Regions from separate parts of the Ovis canadensis genome. Here region 1 is linked to region 2. Evidence: chromatin contacts called from public Hi-C data. All regions are on one chromosome and are shown on one strand. Each heading gives the region's core, a stretch centred on a gene start, on an enhancer-like site or on the middle of the called end of the contact. The rest is flanking DNA. Distances are from core to core; before and after follow the strand shown.

Region 1 (3,469 bases), core at 320-2,819, 92 kb after region 2:
AAACCCTGCTTGGGGTTTACGTAGGGGTTCCATTACATAGGCATGACTGATTCCTTATTGACCTTTGGTGACTGAGTTCAATCTCCAGCCCCTGTACCCTGCTGGAGGTGGGGCGTGGGGCTGAAAGTTCTAACTCTTACAATCAAGGTTTGGTCTTTCTGGTGACTAGCCCCCATCCTGAAGCCATATAGGTTCCCCCCTCAAAAGTCACCTCATTATTATAAACTCAGGTTTCAGGTAACAAGGGGCTTGTTATGGATAGCAGAAGACGCAGAAGAGGAAATTCCAAGGGTTTTAGGAGCTCTGTGTCAGGAGCCGGGGACGAGGCCGAGCAGGCGCCTCCCGTGGCTCCTCGGGCTGCGCAGGCCCCTGCTGCTCTCTGCCCCGCTCTCTGCAGCCGCGGCGCAGGGCTGCTCTTTGTGCAGCGCTCGGTTGTGGAGCGCAGGCTCTAGGTGCTCGGGCTTAGTTGCTCCGCAGCGTGTGGGGCCTTCCAGGACCAGGAGTTGAGCTGCCCCCTGCACTGGCAGGCAGGTTCTTAGCCACTGTGCCGCCAGGGAAGCTGCATTTCGTTTTATGCCACACTGCCCCTGCCCTCGGCTCCCCACAGGGTTCCTGCGTTTAAGACTTTGCCAGGGGGTTTCCTCTGCCCTCTGTGGACGCTGAGGGCTGGCCTGGCCAGTGGCCTCAGGCTGGGAAGGAGCAGGAGGGGGAGCCCAGCCCCGGGCCAGCGCCTCTCACCAGGGTGGGGAGCACTCTGCTCTGTCTCCCTGGGGCACCTTACTCTCTCAGCTTTCCTCCCGTGACCTAGAGGACAGTGATCATCGCACAGAAGAGAGGAAACAGAAACCCTGGAGGCCTCTGGGCAGAGGCCACCTAGAGCTGTCAGTGGAAAGGACCCATGTTCCAGCCCGTCTGTGCTCGGGCGGGCAAAGCTGTGAGCTTTACAGCATCAGACCGACAGATTCACATTTTACCAAGTTCTTCCCACTTGGGAAACAGCTGCCCTAAAAAAGCCTCCATATTTCCCTTGATATTTATCATAGACACTTTCTCCAGCTCTCGTGGAAGAGAATTGGCGGGTCTAGAGCTGTTAAATCTAGTTGGTTCGCTGCAGTCAGCCTGGATCTCTGTAATTCTGCCTTGCAGAAAAGGCTGCTAATATCAGCAGAGATCCTCCCATCTATCACTATAACAGTTTAATAGGTGCAGTTACAGCTTGAACACACCAACAGGCTTTATGTGAGTAATTGCCATATTTATGCTGCTTTGAATTGATGATAAAGTGCTAAAATATGAGGTATGTGGTTGCATGTGCTGTGATTTTATGGGGGTTCTGTGTTCCTCAACCCCGCCCCTGCCCCAATAACTCCAGGTTTGTTGGTTATGCTTTCTCATTATCCAGATAGTTCTAAGACGAAGCTTTCACCATGACTGTTCCCCATGTGCCCGTGTCTCACCACCCTCCTGGTTTCTCCTTGCTTAAAGTTAAACACAAGTCATTTGCATTCCAAAAATGCCTCCTCGCCATAAAGGCAGGCAGTCAGCTCCACTTTGGGCTCTTCCAGATAAGCAGAGTTCACGTGGCTGTGACTCGGCAGTGCTCGCGGATTTCCTCGGGACCCAGTGCCCTGATCGGAACAGCGTGCCCTGGCAAGCTGCCTGGGGAGCCAGGCAGTCAAAGAGAAGCAAAGCCTGTTTCACAGAGTTAGTCCTGCCCTTCTATCCAAGACAGAAATGATCTGGGTGGAAGCCCAGCTCCCCGAGACAGTTCCAGCAGGCCTGCCTTGCCTGGCTGTTCCCACCGCCCTTTCCCTCCACTCAGCGGTGCACCTCGGTGGCCAGGCCCCTCTGCCCTCACCAGGAGGCGGCGGGACGAGTCGAGGCGTGTGTGCCAGCAGGCCGTGCCGAGGGCGGCCCTGGGAGCAGCACTCACTACCTCTCTCCCCCTGCTCCCCTAGTGGTGCATGGGTGTGCGTGGCACGGGGCGTGTGCGTGGCGGGGGGCGGGGGGCTTCTGTTTAGCTTCCAGGAGGATGCGCAGCCCTGTTGTGGGGGTCTCAGCCAAAGCCATGCCACTGACCTGATCTGTAAAAGTGAGCCGCCCAGATGGGGAGACCACACCTAGAACAGCCGGTGGCTTACACTGGAGAGCACAGGAATTCACTCGGTCCCCTCAGCTTCTCTAGGGAGTGGCAGAGGGGAGAACCAGTCCACAAGGGAAGGCAGGAGCTGGGCGTCCTGGTTTGTGCCGCACTTCTCCGTGCTGGCCAGGCCTCAGAGTTTCTCTTTCCTGTATTCTATGAGCAAGGAGGGCCTGGCCAGGATGCCTTGAAGCACGGGGCTGGTCGAGAGCAAACAACTTTAGTCCATTCCTCCCTCTCTTCAGCCAGAGAAACTGCGCTTTTATTATCAGGCAGGTTTCCCTCCTTCCCTCCTTCCCTCCTTTGGATAGTTACCGAATGCCTTCTCCAGGCACGAGTTACTGTGCCAAGTCCAGGAGCATAGAAGGGTAACTGAAGCACATGCCCCCTCTCTCCTCAGGGGGCCGCCATTCAGCCGCCACGCAGCTGCCGAGTGACCTTCAGGTTGAGCCCAGTGCTGTAGAGGGAAAGTGTGCGGCAGTAGCTGCAGTGGTTGGCCCTGGGCTCTGAGCCGGATGGGAGCGGGCGTGACGGTAGGGTGCAGCTCACAGGGCCACTGTGAGGGTCGCAGAGACCACGTGTGTGAAATGCTGGGCATGGCCTGGCCCAGTGTGTGTGTTGCATGAATACAAGCAGTTTTATTCTCCTAACTGACTTAGTCTTGGGGTCAGGGGAGACCTCTGAGGGAGCAGGGTTTAGCCAGTCCAAAAAGTGGAGGCAGAAGCAAGGCAGTCTCCAAGGCAGTTGCGGGGTGGGGGGGGGGGGTCACACTAGGAGGCCTGGAAAGGCCAGTGTGATGGGCGTTGGGTGGGGGCAGCAGAGTCAGGTGTGGTGCGGGCCCCCCAGGCCACGTGTGGACAGCTTTGTGTTGTATCCTAGACACAGAGTGCGAGGACTGTAGGCTGGCGGGATCCCGATCAGATTCTCTGCCAGTGCTACATATAGGCTTCTAACCTGTGAAGTGTCCTTTCTTAGTGAGGAAAGAGGCCAGGAAAGGAGGGCCGCTGGGCTGTGATGGGTGCCATCTTTGAACCTTTCATGACTTGGTGAGAATCAGGAACCCGAAAGAAGCTCACCTGTGCCCTCGGTAACGCTCACGAGGAATCTGCCGGGGGCCCCGCTGTGGAGGGGGAGCTGGCACTGTTGGCATGGAGGTGGAGGTGGTGGTGGGTTGTATGTACCTGTTTGTTAGCACAACTGTTTCTTTGTTGGTGGCTTGGGGTTCGGTCAGTGAGGACCCCCGCCCCACCCGCAGCCCCAGCTCCGCACTGGGGCGGCACTGCCTCGCCTCCGAGTCACGCTGCCGTCCTCCACGCCACTGGGCTCGAG
Region 2 (3,311 bases), core at 499-2,998:
GTGCCTTAGTTTAGTAGAATAATAACAACCCCAAACTACTTGTAAAGTGTGAGGATTAAGTGAGTTAATGTTTGAAGTGCTTTAGAATGTTGCCTGCATAAAGTGCCCATTTTTATAAAGTATGAGGTGTCAGGTCAAATCTGGGAGGCCACCCAGAGGAAGTGACCTCAAGCAAGACTTGAATAAGGCAGAGTTGATAGGCTCCAAAAGAAGGGAGGAGGGGCATCTGGATCCAGAGTGAGCCCAGGCTTCTCTCTTCTCTAGGTGCTGCCAGTTCAAAAATTTCCCAATATTCAAAGGACCTAGAACACTGCATTGGAGTTATAAACACATATTAATTTGAGGTAGGGGAATCCGATGTCCCTTCTCCCCAGGTTTTTCTGGTTTTCTCAAGTAATAGATTTCAAAATCGCTTACAAATCAGGGCTTGCAGTGACATGTAGAGAAAATCTGGCCCAGGCACTGGATTTGTTTCGCCCACAATGCTAGAAAACAAACTTCCACTAATCAGAAAATCTTTATTTAGTGAGATGCTTTAAAATTTGAGCGCATCTAGCACAACACTGTAAATTAACTATACTTCAATTTTTAAAAAGCAATGACCTCCAAAAAAAAAACACCCCACCGAAAAACAAAATTTGACCGCATGTAATTTTATCAATGTTTATAGAGCAAGGCATGATTTTCAGCACAAGTAGAATTCATTCAATTCTCCCAACAAATCTTACTAAGAGATAAGATTGTCATTCTACTTTTAAGATGAAGAGACTGAGCAAAGAAACGAAAAATGCAATAAGAAACATAGCTTTTCTTCATGCATTCCTTAAATATTGACTGGGTTCCCAGAACACTCATCTTCCACGATCCGTACTTCCGGAGGGCTCCCAGAGGAACCCCTCTTCAGTTCAGAGGAAGGAACTCAGGGGTTACAGCGGTGCCCCTTCCCATCACTACTATTTCCCCTCTGGGCGCCCAAACTGACATTTGATTTGCAGTCATTGGCACAATGTTGACTTGGAGGCCAGGGATGTATGCGGGACCAGGCCCTCTCCCGTCTCCCGAGATTTGGGGATCACGGAACCCAAAGCAATTTGTAATAATGCGCGCGTTGCCTGCAAATTTTCTTCGCTGCCAGGGAAAAGAGCACGCGCTTCGCAGCCCCGCCCCTTCTTCCGGAACGACGAATTTCGAGGCTCCTATTGGGCTGGGGCGGGCCACGCCTCCCCGTGTCCCCCAATCAACTCCCCACTGGGTGCACTCCCTCCTCCTCAGCCCCGCCTCACCGCCCCACGTTACGTCGCTCCTTCTCTCCTCCTCCGTTATCCCGGGGGCTGCGCTCGCGCGGCAAACCCACCTCCCCTTGCCTCTTATTGGCTGGTCAGGTCCCGCGCGAGCGGGATCGCTCCCTTCGCCCCCGCCCCCAAAGCCGGGCCATGCCTCTCCCCTCCCGCTTTCTCCAAGAGCCGGCGCGAGAAGGGTTTTGGCTGCTTCTGGTGCGCGCAAGGGTGCGCGCGCCTCTCGAGGACCACTCCCTCCGCCTCGCGCGAGTAGCCGCAGCGGCTGGCAGCCCTACCCGCGCACGCGCTCTTGTCCACTCCAGTCCTCTGCTCAGTCGCGGGTCTCCTCGCGCTCTGTCTGGCGCTGCAGCCACCGCAGTAGCGGCATTTTGTGTGTGTGTGTGTTGCGGGGGGGGGGGGGGGCGGGGGGAAGAGAGCGCACGCGCACTGCGCCCTCCGCGCCGGTTCCCTGGACGCGGCTGCTGCGGTGGCAGTGAGTCCCTCGGGCGCGCACGCGCTCTCGCTTCTCCCCGCCACGCGCCGGTTATCCCCTCGCGGCGCGCGCTTCAGGGGCCGTTATCCCCCTGCAACGGTCCCCGCGCCACGCACGCGCAGTAGCGAGGGGGAGCGCGCGCGGGAGCGGCGGCCGCAGGAAGGAGGCGCCGCCGCCGCCGCCATTGCGAGGGAGGGAGGGAGGGAGCGAGCGAGAGAGGCTGGTCCGCCCTCCCCCTGGTTCCCGCCCCTCCCCCCTTCCCCTCCCCGCCCCCCCGCCCCGAGGGAGAGCCGCGGAGCGGCGGGAGGAGGTGGAGGAGGCGGAGGAGGGAGCCCGCGAGGGAGGGTCCGCCCGGCCCCCCGCCGCCGGAGCCGCCGCGGCCGCCGCCGCCTCAGCCGCCGCTGGACGAGGAGCAGCAGAACATGGCGCCGGGGCCGCCGTCGCCGCTGCCGGGATCCCGAAGGCCAGGGCGGCGCTGAGGGCGCCCAGCTGGTGAGTGCGCGAGCTCGCGGGCCCGGGCGGCGAGGCCGGGCGCCGCCCCACTGCGGGGTCCAGGGGGAGGCGGGGACGGCGGGGCCCGGAGCCCGCGAACAATGGAGGAGCCGGAGGGGGAGGGGAGGGAGCGGCCCCCCAGCCCCCGGGCTCCGCCGGCCCCGCCGCCTCGCGCTGCGGCCCGGCCAGCCGGGGCCCGCCTGCCCTTCGGACTTGCCCCTGCCCGCCGCAGCCCTGCTGTCGCCGCGTCTGCCCCCACCCTCCAATCCATTGAGATCTCCGTGTCTGCCTCGGCTTCCCCCCACCCCCCGACTCCAGCCACTCTGCTCCCAATTCTGCGCCTCCGCCTTCTCTCTTCCGCCCCTCAGTAATGCCTTTCGCCCCCCCACCCCACCCCTAGACTCTGCAGTGCTCTTGGTACCCTCCCGCATCCCTGAATTCTGGACCCCCACGTTCAGATTCGTGACCCTTCTGCCTCCTCCGATTCCGCTCTCAGCACCCTGGGTCCGTCCCCTATGTCCTGTTCCCCTCCGCTGCTGCACCCCCAGGAGCTGTCCGTCTAGGACCTGCGGTTCCACCTCCTCGGTGATTCATCCGAGACCCTGTTCATCTTGGCACTACTGCCCCCAGGTCTTCTCCTTGGGCTTAATTCCACGTCCCTCTTGGGCCCTACTGCCCACTGACAAAACCTGCCGCCTCCTCCCGGCCCCGCTCCCCATGGGATACCCCTGGACTCTGACCCCTGCCGATCTCGATGCAGTCCCCTGCCCCCTCTTGGACTCCAACACGCCATGCTCGCCTCCTCCCCTCCGATCTTACTCCATTTTTTGCCATTCAGATCCTTGCCTCTCTTCCAGACCCTTTTGCCTCCCCACTCTGCCCCTCGTCCAGTCTAAGATCTTGCGGTGCCCTCCAGCCTGCTTGCTTTCTGACTTGGCTTTCCTTGAAGCAGCCTCCACCCCCTTCTCCGACCCTGCAGCTCTCTCGTTCCTGCCGTTCAGTTCTCTGACCTTTCTCCCTAACTCAGCCTCGCCGCAGCCTGACGCCCT

The links. A called contact is a pair of places that touch in the nucleus more often than the background predicts.
Region 1: a Hi-C map of lung shows a contact between it and region 2, with 3 times the contacts expected there. The contact joins the enhancer-like site here to the promoter of ARHGAP35 in region 2. A contact is called at or near these places in 2 of 2 Hi-C or Micro-C datasets (fibroblasts and lung).

What each region holds. Positions count from the first base shown.
Region 1 is chr14:67,100,737-67,104,205 of ARS-UI_OviCan_v2, forward strand. The region is part of intron 3 of ARHGAP35 (Rho GTPase activating protein 35); the gene reads left to right. Among named protein-coding and RNA genes, the nearest start is that of NPAS1, 39 kb to the right of the region's middle. Within about 2 kb of position 1,570, the one cell type or tissue checked has open chromatin away from gene starts, as enhancers often do. A contact at or near this core is called in fibroblasts, where this site is marked.
Region 2 is chr14:67,008,367-67,011,677 of ARS-UI_OviCan_v2, forward strand. It overlaps ARHGAP35 (Rho GTPase activating protein 35), which reads left to right and starts at 1,749. Exons shown (of 7, transcript XM_069549271.1): 1 at 1,749-2,262. It overlaps AP2S1 (adaptor related protein complex 2 subunit sigma 1), which reads right to left and starts at 1,676. Exons shown (of 6, transcript XM_069549273.1): 1 at 1,574-1,676.